Regions from separate parts of the Xenopus laevis genome. Here region 1 is linked to region 2. The links are chromatin contacts, called in public Hi-C maps. All regions are on one chromosome and are shown on one strand. Each heading gives the region's core, a stretch centred on a gene start, on an enhancer-like site or on the middle of the called end of the contact. The rest is flanking DNA. Distances are from core to core; before and after follow the strand shown. Region 1 overlaps faf1.L (Fas (TNFRSF6) associated factor 1 L homeolog). Region 2 holds the start of dmrta2.L (doublesex- and mab-3-related transcription factor A2).

Region 1 (5,988 bases), core at 2,058-4,557, 130 kb before region 2:
ACTCCCAAGTAATGAAAGAGGGCCAGGCGTTCCGCCCCCAGCAAGGGGAGTGGTTCAAACCAGAAAAATTGTAGAGCAGGCACTCAAATGAAGGCAATCTTCCACCATGCAATACGTTAAAGTAAAATTATTTATTATGTCACATATATAGCCTTATGCTTTTCGTGTTACCAACACTTATGGCCTATGACTAAGCGTTGGTAAAACAAAACGCGTATGGCTATAAATGTGACATAATAAATAATTTTACTTAAAGTATTTCCTAGTGGAAGAGTGCCTTCATTTGAGTGCCTGCTCTACAATTTTATACTTTGTAAAATGCTTATCTAAATCAAGGAAAGCATTTTATTGTTACGTAGTACACCTCCACCTCTGATCAATTGCTTGCCTAGAAAATCAAACAGCCACTTTCTTCAAAAGTAACATGGCGGCCTCCTAGAACAGAAACATCCACCACCACCGGGTTAGCTCTGTAATAGGATATGATTATTCAGTGAAGGGATGCACAACTAGCAGAGTAAACATACTGTGAGCTATGTAATAATCTTTCATTGCTCTTCGTTGCGCTGGTCCTGTGCCCCAGCAATTCATTTTGTTATTGGGCAGGATATTATCATGTTGCTTGCCAGATTGCCGAGACTAGAATGCTTTTATCTAACTGATGATGTTTTTATTTTTTCCCCAGACTGTTTTGAGAAATCTTCACTTGCCAAAAAATAATAACCTTTATGTCCTCACCCCCGAGTTACAACCTCCTTCTCTTTCAAGCCAGTCTAGGTAAAGTATGACGCTGAAGAATTGTTTCTGCCTATGTTTATATGATTATATTAGCCTTTATGTGTATAATATATTTTTTTGTGCGTATTATATATTGCCTAAAGGTTGTTAAAATATCCATGGCTGAACCCAGGTTATTGCCGCCTCCTCCTTAAAGGGGTTGTTGACACATTTTCAGTTCAGTTGGTTTCAGATAGTTCACCAGAAATAAAGAAATTTTCCAGTTACTTTCTATTTCCGTTTTTATACTATAGTGTAAAGTTTCATTTTTCACCTTCTAAATCAGCTGTGGGGGGGGGGTCGGTGACAAACTTTTCTAAATTGATACATTTATTTGATACATTTTTTATCTTTGTCCCTGCTGAGCAGAATGCCTGAGTTACTTTAAATGCTTTATTGATACAATAATTGCTAATATTCCAAAGATACTGGTGAGAAATGTATTAATTAATTGTATCAACCAAATGTAGCAATAGGGAAACAGTTCAGAATGATGGATCACTGAGCTACCAGAATGAAAGCCCAGAGACAGGAACTTTAAACTTCAATTTTGAGAGAATGGTAAAATGGAAAGCATTTGTAGAAAAAGTCTTTGTTTAAGGTGAACAATCTGAAAACACCTCAAGTGAAAAAATGGTTTGGAAGGTGAACAACCCCTGTAATTCTGGCAGCAGAGAAGCACCTAGAACTGCCTCTGCCTCCACCCAATGACTGTATTGTGAAGCAACTCCAAATACCAGCACTGGCCTGACTTTTGACTTGAGACAGTAAACTTCAGTGTTTTCATGTCAAGAATGGTGAGTGGCCAGTACTGGTGCTTTCAGGCAGTTTCCCTTATAATCACGGAGACAAAAGCTTTGTGTGCTGTGACCTTTAGACTCATGGTACACTGGGAGCAGATTTATGAAAATGAGAGTTTAGAGCTTAAAGGACATGTGAAGCCTACATTTTCCTATTATGTAGATAAGTTTGGCATATCTTCCCCACCTCACGCCACATCATTGGCACTGCATATACCCCCTCTATTTGTCCGCACCATCACATTTTCCTAAAACAAATAACAGCTTTCACCCGGCAGCCATTTTCCCTCTGACACATCATAGCATTGAGACAAATATGCTGCAAAGTTCATGCAATGCAGGATTACACAGGCACAACGCACTTTAATAAAAAGTTCTGCTGGGTTTGAGCACTGTAATTAAGCTGAGCTCAGAAAAGGTGCTTAGAATAAAAAAATAGGATCAGACAGCTAGAGCAGAGTTTTTATGGGATCCAGTTATGCTATCTCTTCATTGGCTGTTGGACTGGCGGGTGTGTTTAGTAAACTCATCCACATTCTATTAATTCTAATTTTCCTAAAACAAATAACAGCTTTCACCCGGCAGCCATTTTCCCTCTGACACATCATAGCATTGAGACAAATATGCTGCAAAGTTCATGCAATGCAGGATTACACAGGCACAACGCATTTTAATAAAAAGTTCTGCTGGGTTTGAGCACTGTAATTAAGCTGAGCTCAGAAAAGGTGCTTAGAATAAAAAACTAGGATCAGACAGCTAGAGCAGAGTTTCTATGGGATCCAGTTATGCTATCTCTTCATTGGCTGTTAGACTGGAGGGTGTGTTTAGTAAACTCATCCACATTCTATTAATTCCCATGGGATTTTTATAATCGCATTCATCAAATGGTGAGTTCTCTCTTTCACCCATTGATAAGTACACTTCTAAAAATCCTATAGGAATGAATAGCACTGTTTGTCAGTCAGATGACGGCTTGATGAACTGCAAGGAGTGGTCAGAAACCATTCAAGAGGTTACAGTTGTGAGTTAACTGGTGGGCATCAGCTGACATTATTTTGACGCATGGTGCTGTGGTCACATTAATTTTTATCCCACCCTGTCTGGTTATTGGGAATCTGAGGAAAGTTTTTTTTTTTTTTTTTTTTGCTCATAAATTCTTTTATTTTAGGCCCATAAAATCAGTCCAGTAATTACATTACTTTCAATGTGGAGATAAAGGCCAACTAGTGGACTGGGCATGCAGTGTTGGACTGGAACACCAGGGGCCCACCCAAAATCTTTAGACCAGGGGCCAACTCTCTTACTATTATTCTTCCTTTCCTCACTCAACCTCTATTCTCCTAGTCTTTTTTCTTTATATACTATAATCCATTATTCCATCTATTTAGCCTCTTTTTCTCATAGAAATAGGGAATGACCATGAAATATGCCAAATGTTTAGCAGCATGAGGGCCTACAGACACCTGGGCCCACCGGGATTTTCCTGGTATCCCGGTGGGCCAGTCCGACACTGTGGGCATGCAGGACACTGGGAAAAAACCCAGTGGGCCCCAGGCGTTCATGTGCCCTGCTGACTCAGGCCCATTCCACCCCTGGATTCAGGCCTGTTCCTTCACCGACAGAGTCCCCTCTCCCCACCTTGACCCAAGCTTGGTCCTGCTCCCCTCCGTCCCCCACTTCCCCCCTGGACCTTTTCCAACCAGGGATGTGCGTGTTGGGGGGGTTGGGTGGTAGCCAGGTCCTTGGATTCAGCCCTGGTGGACCCAGGCATCCCAGTCCGACTTTGCAGGAGAAGTACTGCTGGAATTCAGCATAGATACAAATTGAGGACAAGAGCTGTAATTTTTTACAAATGAACAGTGCTGGCCAAGTAGAAGGAAGCTACCAAAGCAGTTTATTGCCAATAGATTATCCACAGTAGTGCAAGCTAGAACACTATATTTATTCTGCAGAAAGCTTTACCAGAAGCTTTACCAGAATAGCTCTAGAAGCTCTCTCTGTTTGTTTAGAATAGCATCTGCCATATTCGCTTGGTGTGACATCACTTCCTGCCTGAGTCTTTCCCTGCTCATAGCTCTGGGTTCAGATTACAGTGGGGAGGGGAGAGGGAGAGAGGAGCAAACTGAGCATGCTCAAGCCCTAGCCCTGGAGGTTTATACTGAAAACAGGAAGTCTGATACAGAAGCCCATGTGTACACAATAGAAGGAAAGAAATTGTGTGGTTTTGTTTGTTTTTTGACAGAGGACTCAGAGCAGCATTACTTTGAGGGTTTACCGGTGTATTTATATAGACCTTTTTGAAAAAGCTTAATTAATTTTAGCATTTCCTTCTCCTTTAAAAGCCGCATGGATGCATAGTCATTAAAAAATAATGCATCTGCAATTATGGCAAAAGTTGTTTAGGCTGCAATTATCTGCAGATGTCTTGTTCAGCCGTAAATAGTAAATGACTGTGTAAACCTCACTTACCTACAGCTGAGAGTGGTGTTGCTACAGAATGTGCTCTGTAGATGGTCTCAGTAGATCTGGATACTATGCAAATACAAGACTCCGGATTTAACTACAAGTTGTAGGGAGTTAATCTGGGAAAATTTTGGTTCATGTTTTGGAGACAGGAATTATTTTGTTTTTACACCCCAAATTGGAGATAGATTCTGCAGGGCCATTCCTCTGCGGCCTTGATCACTAGATAAAAAATATGTCATTAGTTGCATAGTTGTGGGTACATTCTATTCTGTGCCACAGGTTAGGATGAAATGATAGCAAAACTCCTAGTGTGTAAAACAGGCTTTCCTTTGAATTTACTGCACGCTAAATAAAAATGTTAAAAGTAACAAATTACTCTTTATAGAAATGTTCCTTTTCAACTTTATTTACCTAATAATTTTATCCAGTATGTATCTTGTATATTTGTATAATGCTTTACAGGGTGAAAGAACACTTGACAAAAACATTTTCAGTTCTTTAAAACCTTTATTTAGGAGCCACTTCTTACATAAATTTGGGGTGAAAGTATGCCTCTGACCCAAAGACCTTTAAATATGCCCTTGTTTCATTTCTCTTCTCAACACGTTTGGGCACCATTTTATATCATCCCAAAATGTAGTGTCTATGGGTGGCATGAAACTACTGTATATGGTTCGGAGTGAATAAAAAGATATGTTTTTATTTACTTATTTTTTGTTTGTACTGCAAAAATCTAGTTTCTTAGTGCATTATTGCATTAAGTCTAGCGTGTTTTACATAATTTAGGAATGATTAATTTTAAAAATATATGCTGTTTAGTAACCAGCAGGTGGCGCACCTCCATTACTTTACAATCCTGCCTAGCATACTTGTTCATTGGATGTACCTGCCTAGTTGACAGCTATATGATTGAATTGGATGTTTGTAATGTTATAGAATGGCCAATTCTAAGCAACCTTTCAATTGGTCTTCATTGTTTATTTTCTATAGTTTTTTTTTTAATTATTTGTCTTCTTCTTCTGATTTTTTTTACAGCTTTCAAATGGGGGTCACTGATCCCATCTAAAAACAAATCCTGTGTAAGGCTACACATGTATTGTTATTGCTACTTTTTATATTTCTATTTAGGCCTCTCCTATTCATATTCCAGTCTCTCGTTTAAACCATTGCATGGTTGCTAGGGTAATTGGGATCCTAGCAACCAGATGGCTGAAGGGAGAGGTTCTGAATAACTCGAAAACACAAATAATAAAAAATGAAAACCAGTTGCAAATTGTCTCAGAATATCTCTCTCTACATCATACGAAATGTTGATTTAATGATGAACAACCCCTTTAAAGGGGCTTTTCACCTTTGAGTAAACTTTTAGTATGATATAGAGAGTGACAATTGGTTTTCATTTTCTGGTATTTGTGTTTTTTTAGTTAGTTTGCTTTTTATTCAGCAGCTCTCCAGTTTGCATTTTAGCAATCTGGTTGCTAGGGTCCAAAATATCCTAGCATTGATTTGAATAAGAGACTTGAATATGAATAGGAGAGGGTCTGACGAGTAATAAAAAGTAGCAATAACGATAAATGTGTAGCCTTACAGAGCATTTGTTTTAAGATTGGATCAGTGACCCCCCAAATAATTTAAAACTATACAAAATAAATAATGACAACCAATTAATTTTTTTGCAATCCACATCGATTTATACAGGTATAGGAACTTTTACCCATAATGCTTGAGACCTAAGGTTTTCTGGATACATGATCTTTGGATCACCACACCTTAAGTCTACAAAATATCATTTCAATATTAAATTAACCCTATAGAAATGTTTTGCCACCCATATGGATTTATGCAGCTTAATTAGGATCAAGAACAACATACTGTTTTATTATTAATAAGGCAAATTCTCTTTTGAAAAGCTTGATTTTTTTTGCTTAAAATATTCTCTTTGTAA
Region 2 (5,546 bases), core at 30-2,529:
AATAGATGGATAGATATAGAGAGAGATATATAGAAAGATAATTATATGTTAGATAGATGATAAGTCAATAAGATATAAATACTATAGATGATATAGCGATATTTAGAGATATAGTTAGGTGGATATATGAATAGTTGATAACAGACAAATAGATATAGATAGATATATGATAGATGATAAGTCGATAACAGACATATATAAATAGATCTACAGAAAATCTTCATGAGTAACTTTTCTCAAACTGATAGATCTAAGCTGGACTCAATTCTATATTCACCATAGTTCCATAGAATCCTTATTATATGACACTGGCTTGTACTATCTATCTGTACTATCTGTACTATGAAAATAATAAAATCTAAAAATTTAAATCAGGACTATATTTTAGACAATAGTTCTATAATATTTAATCACACTATAGTATTGTACTAGAAATTTGATGTATTTGGTTTTTAAAATGTATATTTTATTAGAATGCATCTATCTATTACCTGATTAATTATTGGATTGATTTGCATGGACTTTCTGTTGTTATTGTAAATGTATGTTGTTGTAACTATCTATTCATAAAATAATAAAACATAGACAGATGATAGATAGATGATAGATGATAGATAGATAATAGATAGATAGATAGATAAGTAGATAATAGAGACAAGAAGCACAAGACACATACCATTCCCTTCCCTCTGATTCCATTCTGTAAAGTTCCAATCAAAGTCTTTGTGTACAATCAAATTTTCACATTTTCTGTACAATGATTTGCCCAAAGCTAGAGGATTGTGTGATTACAGCTCACACTTTCCATAGTGTGTGTGTGTGTGTGTGTATATATATATATATATATATATATATATATATATATATATATATATATATATATATATATATATATATTATATATATATATATATATGTGTTGCTATGTATGTAACAATATAATGCTAATATTAATAGGCAAAACCCGCCCAGGAATGTGTAAATGTTTAAATGCAAAGCAATGAGTAGCAACATCAATAAATGTATTTCTTCTAACAAACAGTTGTATGTTGTAGCTATGTGTATGTATGTATATATATGTAAGAGTATATAAGTACATGTATATATGTACAAAGTTGCTGTCCAGTCCATGGGATGAGCTGGATATAGGAATAAGTACTTGCCTGTTTAGCAGTGGGATCCGCCCCGGGCCCCTCCATACAATGTTATTTGAGAGAGGCAAGTGTTTGACACAGTACAGGAAGGGATTAGCCAATGGGAAGTGGGCAAAGCGCTGAGTAGCCAATAGCAAGATGTACATTGTTGTGCAAGTGTGTGTAATGAGTAGGCACAGAGCAGCGAGTGGAGACACAGGAGCTGCGCGGAGACTGAGTACAACTTGGTGCCGGACTGTCCTGTGTCACTGTCACTGCGGCCGGACCTGCTGTCTGGGGTCGGATCTCTCAGCTGTGCGGGGGAGTCAGTCAGAGGTGTGACAGCCAAGGTCACTCTCACGCCCGGGTGCAGTTGCACTTTATCTGGGAGACGGCGGGAGAGAGTGCGGGCAGTGCGGGAGAGCAGGCTGTTGGTAGGAGGGTGCGTGGCCTGAGAGCAATTGAGCTTAGAGAAGTCTGTTGTGGCCGAATCGCGGGCTAAAGGTTCGGAGGGCGTCTATTGCTGAGAGTTCTGGGCTAATCTAATGTGAGACTGGCATAAGGAAAACTGTTGGCTCTAATGGAATAATCCGCTGGTGCCGGACTGTAGGCGAGGGGTACAACAGGTTTAGTCTGGCACAAGGGCATAGAAAGTAACCCCAAACGGGTCACCCTAAATCTCCTCATTGGGCCTATAGGGCAGTGAGTGCAGTTATTGGCGCTTTACTGTAGCGCATAGAGTGTGTATAGAGTTGTACCAGTCAGGGGAGTTTGTGCCCTTTCCAGTCCCGTGTGACACAGGGCTCCCGGTTAAGTAAGGCTGGGATATATATATCTATATATATATATATAGATATATATATATAGGATATACACTGGGCCAGTCCATTTATTATAAGGAGTGTAGGGAATCGATTGTAGAATGGAGCTGAATGGTCCCACGAGTTCCCAGATTGCTCAGACCCCCACTTCTACCGCATCACTTCCAGTCACCATGGCAGGTACTCTCCTGCGGGGCCCCCAGTTGTTGCTCCGCGCCGCAGAGAAGTATCCCCGCACCCCCAAGTGCGCCCGATGCAGAAATCACGGGGTCGTGTCCGCGCTCAAGGGCCACAAGCGCTACTGTCGCTGGAAAGACTGTATGTGCGCAAAGTGCACCCTGATTGCGGAGCGCCAGAGGGTGATGGCCGCGCAAGTTGCGCTCCGCAGGCAGCAAGCCCAGGAGGAAAATGAGGCCCGGGAGCTGCAGCTGCTCTATGGAACTGCCGAGGGACTGGCACTGGCGGCGGCCAATGGCATCATCCCACCCCGGCCAGCCTACGAGGTCTTCGGAACGGTGTGTGGTGAAGGAGGGACAGGTAAGGAGTATTGTTATTTCTCTGATCCCTACAAATACTCCAGCAGCATCCATAGTTATGGCTCAACTAGTATCTAAGCCCACATACATATCTGTCTTGTGACCAGCCATGTGTCTGTCTCTGCCTATGAACACTCTGTACTTTATAGAGTTGCACATGGGGGTTTGAGTGAGGAACCCGGGCCCTGACATTGAAGGGACTTAAAGTAACTGCTGCCCTCTGTGTATTGGGACTGGTATAAGGCAGTTCTGCCTTAACTACATATTCTTTATTATTATTTTTATAAAAATCTTCTGAAGCGCTAATATTGATAAAAGACCCCTGCTCACCAAAGCTTATAATCTTTGATTTAAAAAAAAAAAAGATCTCGATAGATAAATAAATAAATACTAAAAGTGAATACACTCAATTTAGTTTTCAATATTTTTCTTTATCCCCGCTCATCTAAGCCATATCCTCAAGGCGGTGTTTGTTTTGTTAAATTCACGATTATTATTAACTTATTCATTATTACTATTATACGGAATCATTGTTAGGAATACTTGATCTCGACCTGAGTATCAGCATCGCAAGCGATTACACTGCAATGTGAGATCGTTTTATTTCAGCAGCAACTCGATCGCTTGTAATATTTTAGCGCTTCTTTGGCCACTGCGAGTCTTTATTTCGTTTCCCCTTCTTACATTTCCAGTTAATAAATCCGTTGCCACACTGTAAACAGAGCCCCCGACTGTATCGCACAAACAATGAAATAGATATGGCGCAGAATGAATATTAAATCCAACACAACGAACTAATACATATTATATTATTTATATACATGTATCCCCTATACAGATAAATCGAAATTAATTGTTATTGACGTTGAGACGCGTCTGATGGTGAAAATATTAGTACTTACTTTTATTCCTCGGGTCCTGCCTGATGCTGAGCGATTCTGTCCATCCCCTTTATTACCTAAATTATTCCAACTGCCAGAAATGTGTGTAGAAATAGGTTTCCTATGTCTAGTGCAGTGAAGGATCAGTAAAGCAGTTGTTGCAAAATGTTACCAAATGTGGGAATGAAAGAGGATCCCCACTATGATCCATATCCTATCAGACATTATATTTTCTTTTACTCATCTCTCCTTATCATTCTCTTGCAGATTCAAAGATTCAAAAGTTTGAGCTATTCCCGAAGAGCCTCATCCCCAGATCTATGACCCCTCAGCTGTCTTCTGGGGGAAAGCCTGTATCCCCAGACAGTGAATCGGTGTCAGGCAGTGCACCAGGTGCCTCATCCCCTGAGGCACGACCTGGTTCTGGTTCAGAAAATGGAGATGGGGAGTCCTTGCTCAGTTCCCCCATCTCTAAGGTGCTCAAGGAAGGAGAGGAAAGCCCAAGCTCAATCAGCCCCCTGGGCTCAGAATCTGGATCAGATGCTGAAAAAGATGAGCAGGATCCCAGTTCTTCCTCCTCAGCCAAGCAAAGGACCCCCATAGATATCCTGACCCGGGTCTTCCCTGCTCAGAAGAGGAGCGTTTTGGAACTGGTGCTGCAAGGCTGTGGGGGAGATGTGGTTCAAGCAATTGAACAGATACTGAACAACAGGGGTCAAGATAAGGGTGAAGAGACCTGGTCAAGAGATGGAGCCCTCCAGAGTATTCAGCCATCTGTGTCCTCCACACACAGACCCCTTATTGCTGGGGCCCTTACTCCTGCTATTGGCACATTAGGGAGCAGGTCTGCATTCTCCCCTTTACAACCCAATGCCACACACTTTGGCACTGAGGCTAACGCATACCAGCTAGGTGGGCACATTGGCTTGAACCCACTGAGGTTGGCCTATTCTGCTCACAGTAGAGGACTTGCTTTTATGGCCCCTTACTCAACAGCTGGATTCATGCCTACCCTTGGCTTTCGCCCACCCATGGACTATGCCTTCAGTGACCTTATGAGGGACAGGGCCAATGTCCATAAGGACCAGGTATACACTAATGGACTCTATGGGCCAGTGGTCAATAATAATGCCGATAAACAATGAAATTTTTTTTACAAGGAGCTGAAAACCCTGGTTTTGCAGACTTGGATTCTGATTTCAGAGCAGGGATTAGATGACAATTGTCGTAAAGTCTTAAGAATGTCTCAAGTAATTAAGACGGCTGAGGCCCATTCTGGAGAAAGAACTAGTTAGGTAGAACACTGTAAAGACATTCCTGTTCTCTGCAAGGCATCCTGATGCTTCTGGATATGTGGAGGAAATGGAGATTCCTAAATCACTAAAAATATAAACTGCACTTTTTCTGTTAAAAAAAAGGGTTGAGGTTGTCTCTGCTTAAGGACAGAAGCATGGACAATCCATTGTGATATTATAAATATAGACATATATAAATATATACACTTCTAATGTTATGAGCTGGGATCCTAAGTTATTCTTGTAAGTTGACTGTGAACCCTTTCTAATGATAACAAGGAGCCTCATACTGGCAGGTTACAAGTGAAATAAGGTGCAGCACTGGAGACTGCTCTGTGTGTACAGACGTGGGAGAAATGGGGTTGCAGCACTCGCATCGACGCTTTTTTTGGTGAATTTTCAAACTATTGCTGTTGGTTTAATTGTTTAGAAAACTGTTTAACAACTTTATGTGACCGTTCCCTAAGCATTAGAAATAAATGTTATTTTCTAAAACAGGTGTGATTGTATCTCTAGCAGTGAAACATGTCTAGTTACAATGTCCCATATGTTTATGGATATATTCTGCTCTCTGCACTGCACAGAATTTCAGTTATAAGGAATGCTGGTCATTAAACATGAAAATGGTCTCCCAAGACCTATTATTGTTGGAGACTTTGTTTAAAGGCATCTGCTCACTCACATGTAATGACACATATCTCCACCCAGAATGATAAAATGTGGGATTATGATGTATATAAACTCATATAGGCATAATTACCAACAAACACCTCTGAAGTCTAGACAGATTATGCATTTCTCTTTTCCATGCAATTATCCAGATGCGAATATATCTTATGTTTTTAATAGCCTTTTCCTCTGTAATAAAACCGTACCTTGT

Evidence for each region. A called contact is a pair of places that touch in the nucleus more often than the background predicts.
Region 1: a Hi-C map of the XTC cell line shows a contact between it and region 2, with 4 times the contacts expected there. The contact joins the enhancer-like site here to the promoter of dmrta2.L in region 2. A contact is called at or near these places in 3 of 4 Hi-C or Micro-C datasets (the XL177 cell line, the XTC cell line and animal cap).

Annotation. Positions count from the first base shown.
Region 1 is chr4L:91,191,645-91,197,632 of Xenopus_laevis_v10.1, reverse strand. faf1.L (Fas (TNFRSF6) associated factor 1 L homeolog) reads left to right here. Exons shown (of 19, transcript NM_001091736.1): 6 at 686-777. Among protein-coding and RNA genes, the nearest start is that of faf1.L, 47 kb to the left of the region's middle. Within about 2 kb of position 3,307, at least 1 of the 7 cell types and tissues checked has an H3K27ac peak or open chromatin away from gene starts, as enhancers often do.
Region 2 is chr4L:91,057,849-91,063,394 of Xenopus_laevis_v10.1, reverse strand. It overlaps dmrta2.L (doublesex- and mab-3-related transcription factor A2), which reads left to right and starts at 1,279. Exons shown (of 2, transcript XM_018258408.2): 1 at 1,279-2,491; 2 at 3,639-5,161. The coding sequence starts at 2,056. The coding sequence ends at 4,516.